Regions from separate parts of the Drosophila melanogaster genome. Here region 2 is linked to region 1. A link is a contact called in public Hi-C data. All regions are on one chromosome and are shown on one strand. The core of a region is the stretch at or near the end of the contact, and the rest is flanking DNA. Distances in the headings are between cores, read along the strand shown.

What was found. A called contact is a pair of places that touch in the nucleus more often than the background predicts.
Region 2: a Hi-C map of the Kc167 cell line shows a contact between it and region 1, with 2.9 times the contacts expected there. A contact is called at or near these places in 8 of 107 Hi-C or Micro-C datasets (the Kc167 cell line, the S2 cell line, cellular blastoderm embryo and 2 more).

What each region holds. Positions count from the first base shown.
Region 1 is chr3R:15,984,474-15,988,898 of dm6, reverse strand. It overlaps srp (serpent), which reads right to left and starts at 2,747. Exons shown (of 8, transcript NM_001275690.1): 1 at 2,112-2,747. It overlaps lncRNA:CR44133 (long non-coding RNA:CR44133), which reads right to left and starts at 2,718. Exons shown (of 2, transcript NR_074017.1): 1 at 2,112-2,718.
Region 2 is chr3R:16,441,635-16,445,805 of dm6, reverse strand. It overlaps CG14882, which reads right to left and starts at 2,599. Exons shown (of 2, transcript NM_001275708.1): 1 at 2,429-2,599; 2 at 796-2,378. The coding sequence starts at 2,518. The coding sequence ends at 1,104. It overlaps Ttc1 (Tetratricopeptide repeat domain 1), which reads left to right and starts at 2,799. Exons shown (of 2, transcript NM_001275707.1): 1 at 2,799-3,403; 2 at 3,458-3,963. The coding sequence starts at 2,889. The coding sequence ends at 3,734. It overlaps ema (endosomal maturation defective), which reads left to right and starts at 4,145. Exons shown (of 11, transcript NM_142285.2): 1 at 4,145-4,171. It overlaps Pak3 (Pak3,), which reads left to right. Exons shown (of 2, transcript NM_169719.3): 2 at 1-799.

The DNA.
Region 1 (4,425 bases), core at 1,498-3,997:
ATTAAACTACATGACTATTTCCAGATAATTCAATCCATATGAACCTTTTTTAGGCCCTTGGAAACACTAAAGAACTTTATCGGGGTCCAAGTTATACAGCCGTAGGATAGCTTGCAATTAGCATAAACAAATGCGGTATACGGAAAACTACCAATCAGATAAATGGAATTCCCCCATTAAAAACCGATCCGAAGCAATCCCAAAAATAGAGCATATCCATTCATAAAAAGGAATGGCAAATGAATCAGGACACGGGAATTTCCCAGCCCCGAAACAAAATTTATGAATGGAAGACGCGGACGCTAAACGGACAAGTCCTAAACTCATTAATTTTTATGCGGACAGTGAAAGTAAGGTTGGGTAATTAAAGTTCCGCAGCGGAGAACAATGCAAGTCGGAGCGATGACGGGGCACGGTGTCTGGGTGTTTGGGATCGGAATAGGGACTGGAAATGGTAATAGAACTGGGACTGAGACTGGGACTGGGCATATCCTGTCAAACACACATTATATTACGAAGTTGGACGGACAGACAGGTAACCAAGCCACTAGCAACAGGTACTCATTGAAGACCCAGTTAAGAGACACGCGCGGATACAGCTCATCCGCAGTGCTTGTGGCTCTATGTTTATATGGAGTAGGTGCGGTTTTTCCTAGAGTTTGGCGCACTCTGTGGATGTGTGTGCCAACCACAGAGGACTGGAACTGGAACTCGAACTGAAATCGGGACTGGGATAGGGACGTGGCCAGAGCAATTAACGATTAAGACAAACACGAGTGTCTTGTATCTTGTATCTTGTCTTTGGTGGATTGTTGTTTGCCGTACAGTTTGTTTGCGTTTCGGAATTTCACAAAAATTCTTTTATACTACAATTTTTACTTTACTTGTTCTGTTAATGTTTAATGTATGTGACTGTCCGTCATTGTTGGTTGTTTGTCCTCGGTTTGGTTTTGGTTTTGGTTTTTTTGTTTTTGCGGTGTTTATTGTCGCGGTTTCCTCCGCGGCACCCAAAAGTAAATCCCACTTGTTTGCGGATGCATTTCGCTATGGAGATGCACGTGTCAGGGGAGTCGGATGGCTGTGTGGGATGCATCCAGGGTTTCCCTGGAAAATCACTGGCTGAACAACAAAAGGCAATTGTCGGTTAACTACGACAATTCGCTTGACTATAATATGTGTGTGGTTATACAATATATATATATATATATATTTTTTTTGTATAATTAATTTTCAATATGGCTGACCTATGGCAGGAAGTCATGTGTGTATAGCAATGAATTTATGGGTACATAGTATAAGGCCCCACTACATTTATTTCATTTGTTTTGAAATTCTTTTCTTAAATGCTTATTTTTCTTGAATAATTTTTTCTTTTCATTTTTTCCCCACATACATATATTATACATATACATACAAGTCGATGTTGATAAGGCCTCGTTGTTGTCGTCGCCACAACTCAACGACCGCAGGGCCAAGTGGATCGGCAGCGGTACCATGGAACGGGACCCATCGTTTGGACTCGCATTTTGTTTTTCAGTCGTTTCAACCTCCTTATATATTTATATATATATACACATACATATATATAAAATATATACTCGGGCACGCATATGGGCACTTGCTGGGTGCCACTGCCTGGAGCTGTAAGGCAATGCCCCACCCCTTGGCTGGACGGGATCCGGAGTTTTGTGCTTTTTGGGTTCGTTGATCGTCATGCTGGTTTCTCGTAATCGACATAATTTTCCCTACTTTTCCCTGTCGGTCCCTTTTCAATTCCTTAAATTTTCTTAGACACTTTTTGCTTGGATGCATTCCACAACATTTAATAATCTTACTGCGACTTGAACTGAAATATTTATTCTTAGAAACCATTTTAAGCCTAAAACTCATTAAAATCATGACTGTTTGCAAAAAATGAATACAATGACTCATAATAATACGTACACTATGTCTTCCCAAGAGTTGTGACTAAACATTATGTGACATTTATTTATGTACATATGTAGCTTCATTTAGCACATATGCAACATTCCATTAGTATTATTTATGTTAGTTAAGACAATTGAGAGCAACTTCCCCCGAAGGCCAACAAATCGTCTGGTGAAACTTACCAAGTTGTCCATGGCCAGATTCCCATGCATATTCCGACAGCGATTGAAAATCCATTGTGGCTAGGTCCAGAATCGAGTGCTCGGATCCGTTGCGCTCATTATGAGGGGCGTTCGTTCGGCCCATGTGGTTTTCATCGATGATGACCGAGCCGCGGACATCTGGGCATCTGGCGATCTCAGGCGCTAAGCAAGCGTTAAATTTTCGGTTTCGATACTGTCCGGACTTTGAGGGGGCGTTAACCCGGCAAATGAAAGTGTCACACAGGTCACGCCGACGGATCACAACTCTTTCGGGGAACGATGAGGAGGCGGGTGGTGGCTTTTCCGGGCGCCCAACCGTCGATTATGTTGGTTAAACTCACGTCGCTTTTGTGGTTAAACACACGTTTGAAGGATTTCCCTTGCGCCGGCGCAACTTTCCTCACATTTTTCCACGCTCAAAGGGTTTTCTTCGGTTTCACGCCCAACAGATCACGGTGATAATCGCCGGGACACGACCCACGAATCCGCACCGGTGTGCCGGATGCAATCGATAGGATGGGATGGCACGGGATGGGTTCGGTTGGGAGTGGACCCGACCAGACCCGCATCCGAGCTCCGACCTACTACTACAACTTTTCAAATGCTACTCGGCCGGGAGCCACCCAAAGCAATGCGAGTAAAATATTCTTGATTAAAACTTATCAGAGCACATTTCATATCACCTTTTCAAAAACGCAACAACAGCAAAGTAACGATTGTACTTATTATCGGCGACGCAACCGTCGAACTCATTGCGCCGTGTACTCGGTACTTTGGCGTAGTTTGGCTGTCGCCGGTTCCGCTGATTGGACGCCGCCAAGATATGGCTATCTGAGCCGGGCCCGATTCCGATTCCACGATTGCCAGCCCCACAGGCGCCATCTCCGCCGCATGGACGCCACACGGGAGCGAGCAGGACGCTGGCACAGATAGAGCGAGAGGCAGGGTGGGCGATACCAAAACACGATTTGATTAAGTTGCATCACGCGTCGGTCGCGCGACTATCCTTATCGGGGCAACTCTCGCTCTCCGACTTGGTGAGTATATGCCATAGGTCCTTATCATCTGGCCTGCTTTGGCCAGATTTGATTTGGTGACGACAGCATTCGGAATCTGGCCACTATAGCGGAATGTACATAAGTTCCTGTTTCGAATGCTTACCAAACAGTAGAGAAAGGATCTTTAACCAACTTACTAAAAAAAAATATATATAAATTCCCCCAGATCCAATCCTGTAAATACCCAATTTCTAATTATTTCTCAAAGATACAAGCTCTTCCAAACTAATCTTTTTCTAAATCAAAAATATAAGTTCCTAATATAAATCCCACTTTTCTCTTTTATATCTAAGATATTTTCCGGTTTAGTAAAGATGGTTTATGAAAGATATAACATTTTTTTTGCGCTCAATAAATAGAGACTGATCTACATTAAACCAAACCGATAACAAAGCCTGGCAGACGACCTTGCCTATCTATGGCACTCCTACTATTCTCCCTACACACCCCCCCTTTCGATGAAGTTTATGATGAAGTTTATTTCCCACCAGGGAAATGCCAAAGAGTCTGGTAATTTTAAAAAACTAAAAAGCAAGCACGTTTCCAAAAAAAAACGATAAAAAAATGTAAAGATATTCCTATCTAATAGCAAAATGCCGGCTCTTATGACGTCACGCGTCGTGATAAGAGAACCAGTAATCAAGAAACAATAACAAAAAGCTGAGAACAAACATATTGCAAACAGAAACATTGATAAAACCAGACGAATCAGAAGCAAGGAGCGGGTGACGAGGCGAAAACAATGCTGGCGAGATAAGGAGGTAAATAACCTGGCGGAAAACTTTAAGTCGGCGCCTCGCCGGGCAGACCAAGATCCGACCCAGCCAGTAGGGAGAGGAGGAGGCCCTGGCCACAGGGTGCGGGTCACCCATGCGGGGAGGAGTCGAGGAGGAGACATTGCGATAAGGATGCAAGGGTGCGGGTGCGGGTGCTGGACTATCAGTAGTAGCAGTAGCAAAGTCCGGAAGATGCCTTGTGGTCAGAAGATAAAAGGCCAAAGTGAGTGGGTAAGAGAAAAGGGAATGCACTGAGAAGAATGCAGAGGCAAAGATTGTAAGATACTATTAATAACCTATTTTAATAACCTATTATCTTGTCATCATGTTATTTTAGATACTATTACTACATTTCATTTAAACTATCCTGCTACGTTTAGCTTTAATCATGTACAGAATTTCATATTTGAAATCTGTATAAGATCTGGTATATTTTTTCTCGCAGTGTTATATAGCGAG
Region 2 (4,171 bases), core at 1,350-3,849, 460 kb before region 1:
AATATACTTGATTTTCTTAGTTTAGCTTAAATGAGTATTAGGCAAGGCAACGAACGGATAGTATTTTGGGGCAGTAGAAACGGGGTTAGATTGCCTTTTTGGAAACCGAAACATACCCGACATTACATATTCGCAAACGCATTTAAGACGAACGCAAAATTTGCAATTAAAAACGTAAATGTAAAATGGAACTTAAGTCTTGAAACCAAACAAAGAACAACATAAAGTAGCATAATTTTTTATACGCAACTTTTATTGCAAATGTAAAGGGACGAATAGGAGAAAGAAGAAGCTGACATCAATTTTGATCGATTCGTAATTATATTAGTATACACTAAAAGAATTGGCTCTATTTCAATTAAACTTAAACGTAGATAAAATACAAAATGCATATTATTGTGCAAGGTCAAAACGACTTGCCAAAATAAACGTAAACAGTATAATAAATAAAAAGATCTAGATATTTAGAGAAGCGGAGAAACAATAACGATACATTAGCGCTTTACCAATCGGTTAAATTCAAAGAGCAAACCCTACTATACGTTTTATGTTTTATGTGTGCACGTTTAATTTGCTTGAAACCTAAGTCGTAATCTATATTCTACCATTATTTAGATATATTTTGCAATTTACCACTTAAGTCAATTTTATACACAGACCCAAATCCATTTAGTACACGTAGTCGTCCCCATCCACTTCGATCATTGAAGATGGCCCTCACAATTGTATGTATTTAGTTTACCTTGCACTGTAATTTTTATTTTGTGTTGTTAAATATATCGTTATTTACTTATTCGACCAAAGCTTTCTGTTTTATAATTATTTACATTGAGGCTGCAGTTAAAATAATAGCAATTGATTTACAAACATCTGAGTGCAAATACTTGCATACATTAGCTACTCAAATGAGCAGTGGAAGTGGTTCCTTTGCTACACTTATTTTCAATTATGAAAATAAACGACCTTAACCGTACGTAAAAACAACAAACACACTAAAAATTCAAATTTTCTGTAAGAGTTACAAACGACTAATATATTAAGGTATTTATTTATAGGGCTTAATTAATGAAGCTTTTATTTTGACTGCACCTAAGACTTGTCCATTACAGCCAAACATCCTCGCGGTATTTGTCCTGCTTCCTCAGTTTTTTTAACAGCTGCGAAGCTTCTTCTTCAGTGAGATGCATAGCCTTCTGCAAGCAACGACTTAAAACACCTGCAATGGACTGCGAAATCTTGGCGCCATCGGCACAAATGTACAACACAGTCTCTGACTTCATCAGGAACTCGACCAGATCCTCACAGTCCTCCTCCAACATATGTTGCACGTAGCTGGGGGATTCGCCTCGCGAGTAACACATCCGTAGGCGCTCGAGCAACGAAGATTCCTGCCACTCCATTAGTTTTTCACGCTTAAGAACTGCTTCTGGGGTCTTGGCACCAATGTAGAGCCAGGATTGCCCGCTTGGCTGTTGCGGCTGCTGTTTTATAAGCTCTTCCTTGTGGGCTAAGAATCCAAGAAAAGGCGCCAGACCTGTGCCAACAGCAATAAGTATTTGGTTTCTGCCCACATCCCGCTCTGTGTAACGGAATAGGTTGCTCATTCGTGGGTAGATAACTACTTTTTTGGAATGCTCCGGACTGCTTTGCTGTGCAGCCGCCTCCAACATGCTGGTTGTGACTCCAGGTTTGAGGCTGAGCAGCGAGTAGATAACGCGAAGTTCGCGATTACTAGCCTCCAAGGGACTGTTGGCAATGGAGTACGGTCGCGGCAGCAGCCGTGGCAAGTGCTCTGCCAGGAATGCCAGTGGTGGCCTGCAGTTGACGCACACTTCAAGAATGTCTATGAAAAGCAGGCCTTGCTCTAATATCAGCGATTGGTAGTACTCGGTGGCCTGTTTAGAGGACAGACAGGACAGGAAACAACGCTCTTTGTCATCGCTTGTAAATCCGGCCAGGGCGCTGAGGAGCTGCTTCTGCGGAACAAAATTAAGGGAGAGGCAGTGGGTAAGGATCTCCCGGGGAGTAGTAGTTGCTGGAATGTGGGCGGGTAGCTTAGCATTCTTATTGGCGCAGTTGAACACCAACTTTAAGTGGCAAGTGGTGTCGGCCTGGTCTAACAGTTCCAGCCGATGGAGCAGACTTTCCACTTGTTCGAGTTTATTAGCAGGCAAAATTCCAATGGTATCCCCGGGCTGGTAATCGAACGTGGACTCCAGAGTCAGCTCCACCACGCGTTTTGTCTCTGTAGCCTTATCAGCAGACACGAGCACCTTGCTCTCCTTTATCTCCACTGAACTTGGCTGGAAATCAGGGCGGGCGAATGGGAACTTTAAAATATCGCAGCATTTAAGTTGGCCGCATGTTTCGGTGGGTCTCTACAAAGATAGGCTTGAAAAGGCTATTCTCACGGTAGCTCCTAACTCACCTGCTCTTCGTCCGTGAAACACAACTCCAGATTACCGACCAGCGGCTTGGCGGGGATGTATTCACTCAATTTATAAGCTCCTAAGTCCATTTTTCCCGTATTTACCAATTCGCATGGGCAGCAGTCAAATCGTTAACAAGCGGTAGTGTTGGAAAGAGTTTATTTACAGCTTCCCTTATCAAGGGAAGCTGTAAAAGATTAAATGTTTATTTTAAATTGGTCTTCATCTTTGCCAAATACAACATTAAGGATTATCCTTAAATTATTTGTTTTAAAAATTATCTGTACCTAACATTTCTTAGCTTGGGAAGGTACCTAATCAGAAACCTACCTTTGTCAACACTGTACGACATCGGTGTTATCGATATGCACAGTTATCGTTAGCATGAGGAGCTTTATTTGTTGCTGAACAACAAACCGAAATCTCCAGTAAATTCGGTAAGGATCAATTTTAAAAAGAATGGCAGGCAACGCCAACAGTGACGACGAATTCCATGATGCGATCGGGGAGGAGATAACCGAAAAAGAGGCCACCAGCACGCGGCAGAGCGAAAAGGACGTGGATGAGATCGTGGAGAAGCAAAACCAGCTGGCGTTGGATGACGAAGCGGAACAGGGCGCGGCTGGTGGAGATTCCATCGCGACACCAACGACAGTGGACTCTGAGCTAACCATTGAGGAGTTGCGCGAACGGGAGAAGGATCTCAGCCCAGAGCAGCTGACAGCTAACAAAGAAAAGGCCGATAAGCTGAAAGTTGAGGGCAACGAGTTGTTCAAAAATGACGACGCCGAAGGCGCCGCCAAGACCTACACAGAAGCCTTAGACATTTGCCCCTCGGCCAGCTCCAAGGAGCGAGCAGTTCTCTACGGAAACAGGGCTGCTGCCAAGATTAAGCTGGAGGCCAACAAAGCGGCCATCGACGACTGCACAAAGGCTATAGAACTGTGGCCGGAGTATGTGAGGGTGCTTTTAAGGTCTTTATTTTAATATCTCCCTTAAAATTTCTAAAGTCTAATTACATCTTACAGGCGCGCCAAGCTCTATGAGCAAGAAGACAAGCCCGACGAGGCTCTGGAGGACTACAAAAAAGTTACTGAGATCGATCCCGGTCAGCAGGAGGCTCGCGAGGCTCAGATTCGGCTGCCGCCAATTATAAACGAGCGCAACGAGAAGCTCAAAAACGAGATGATGTCCAGCTTAAAGGACCTGGGCAACATGATACTCAAACCGTTCGGACTGTCTACACAGAATTTCCAAATGCAACAGGATCCCAACACGGGCTCGTATTCCATCAACTTTAAATAAAAACCTAGCTAGCTAATGCTCTGCAGATCAACAAATAAAGCCGTATTCGTGGATGATGTGTAAAATAATAGTCAAACTGTAGCAAAACGTATCAAATTCAGTTCTCGTACATTTTCACCTCTGTAGAATATGCAAATGTGAACCCATTTTCATAACAAACGGTACCAAAAAAATCCATTAATTATATTTAATGTAAAATGCATGGTGTGATATGCTATTAATATATGAGGTTTGTTCCAAATTTTACTGTCTGGTTTTACAAAATTCAAACGGTTCTTTTGAGAGGTTTTTAAAAGTCGTGAACCAGTCGCAGTTCTCATGCAATCACAACAAAATAGCCACTTGTCATCTCTGTTACTTCGATACCGATAACCATAAATATGGGCGGAAGCAACAGCTGACTGTGACACTTGTGTTCCCCGTGAAGAAGAAGAGCA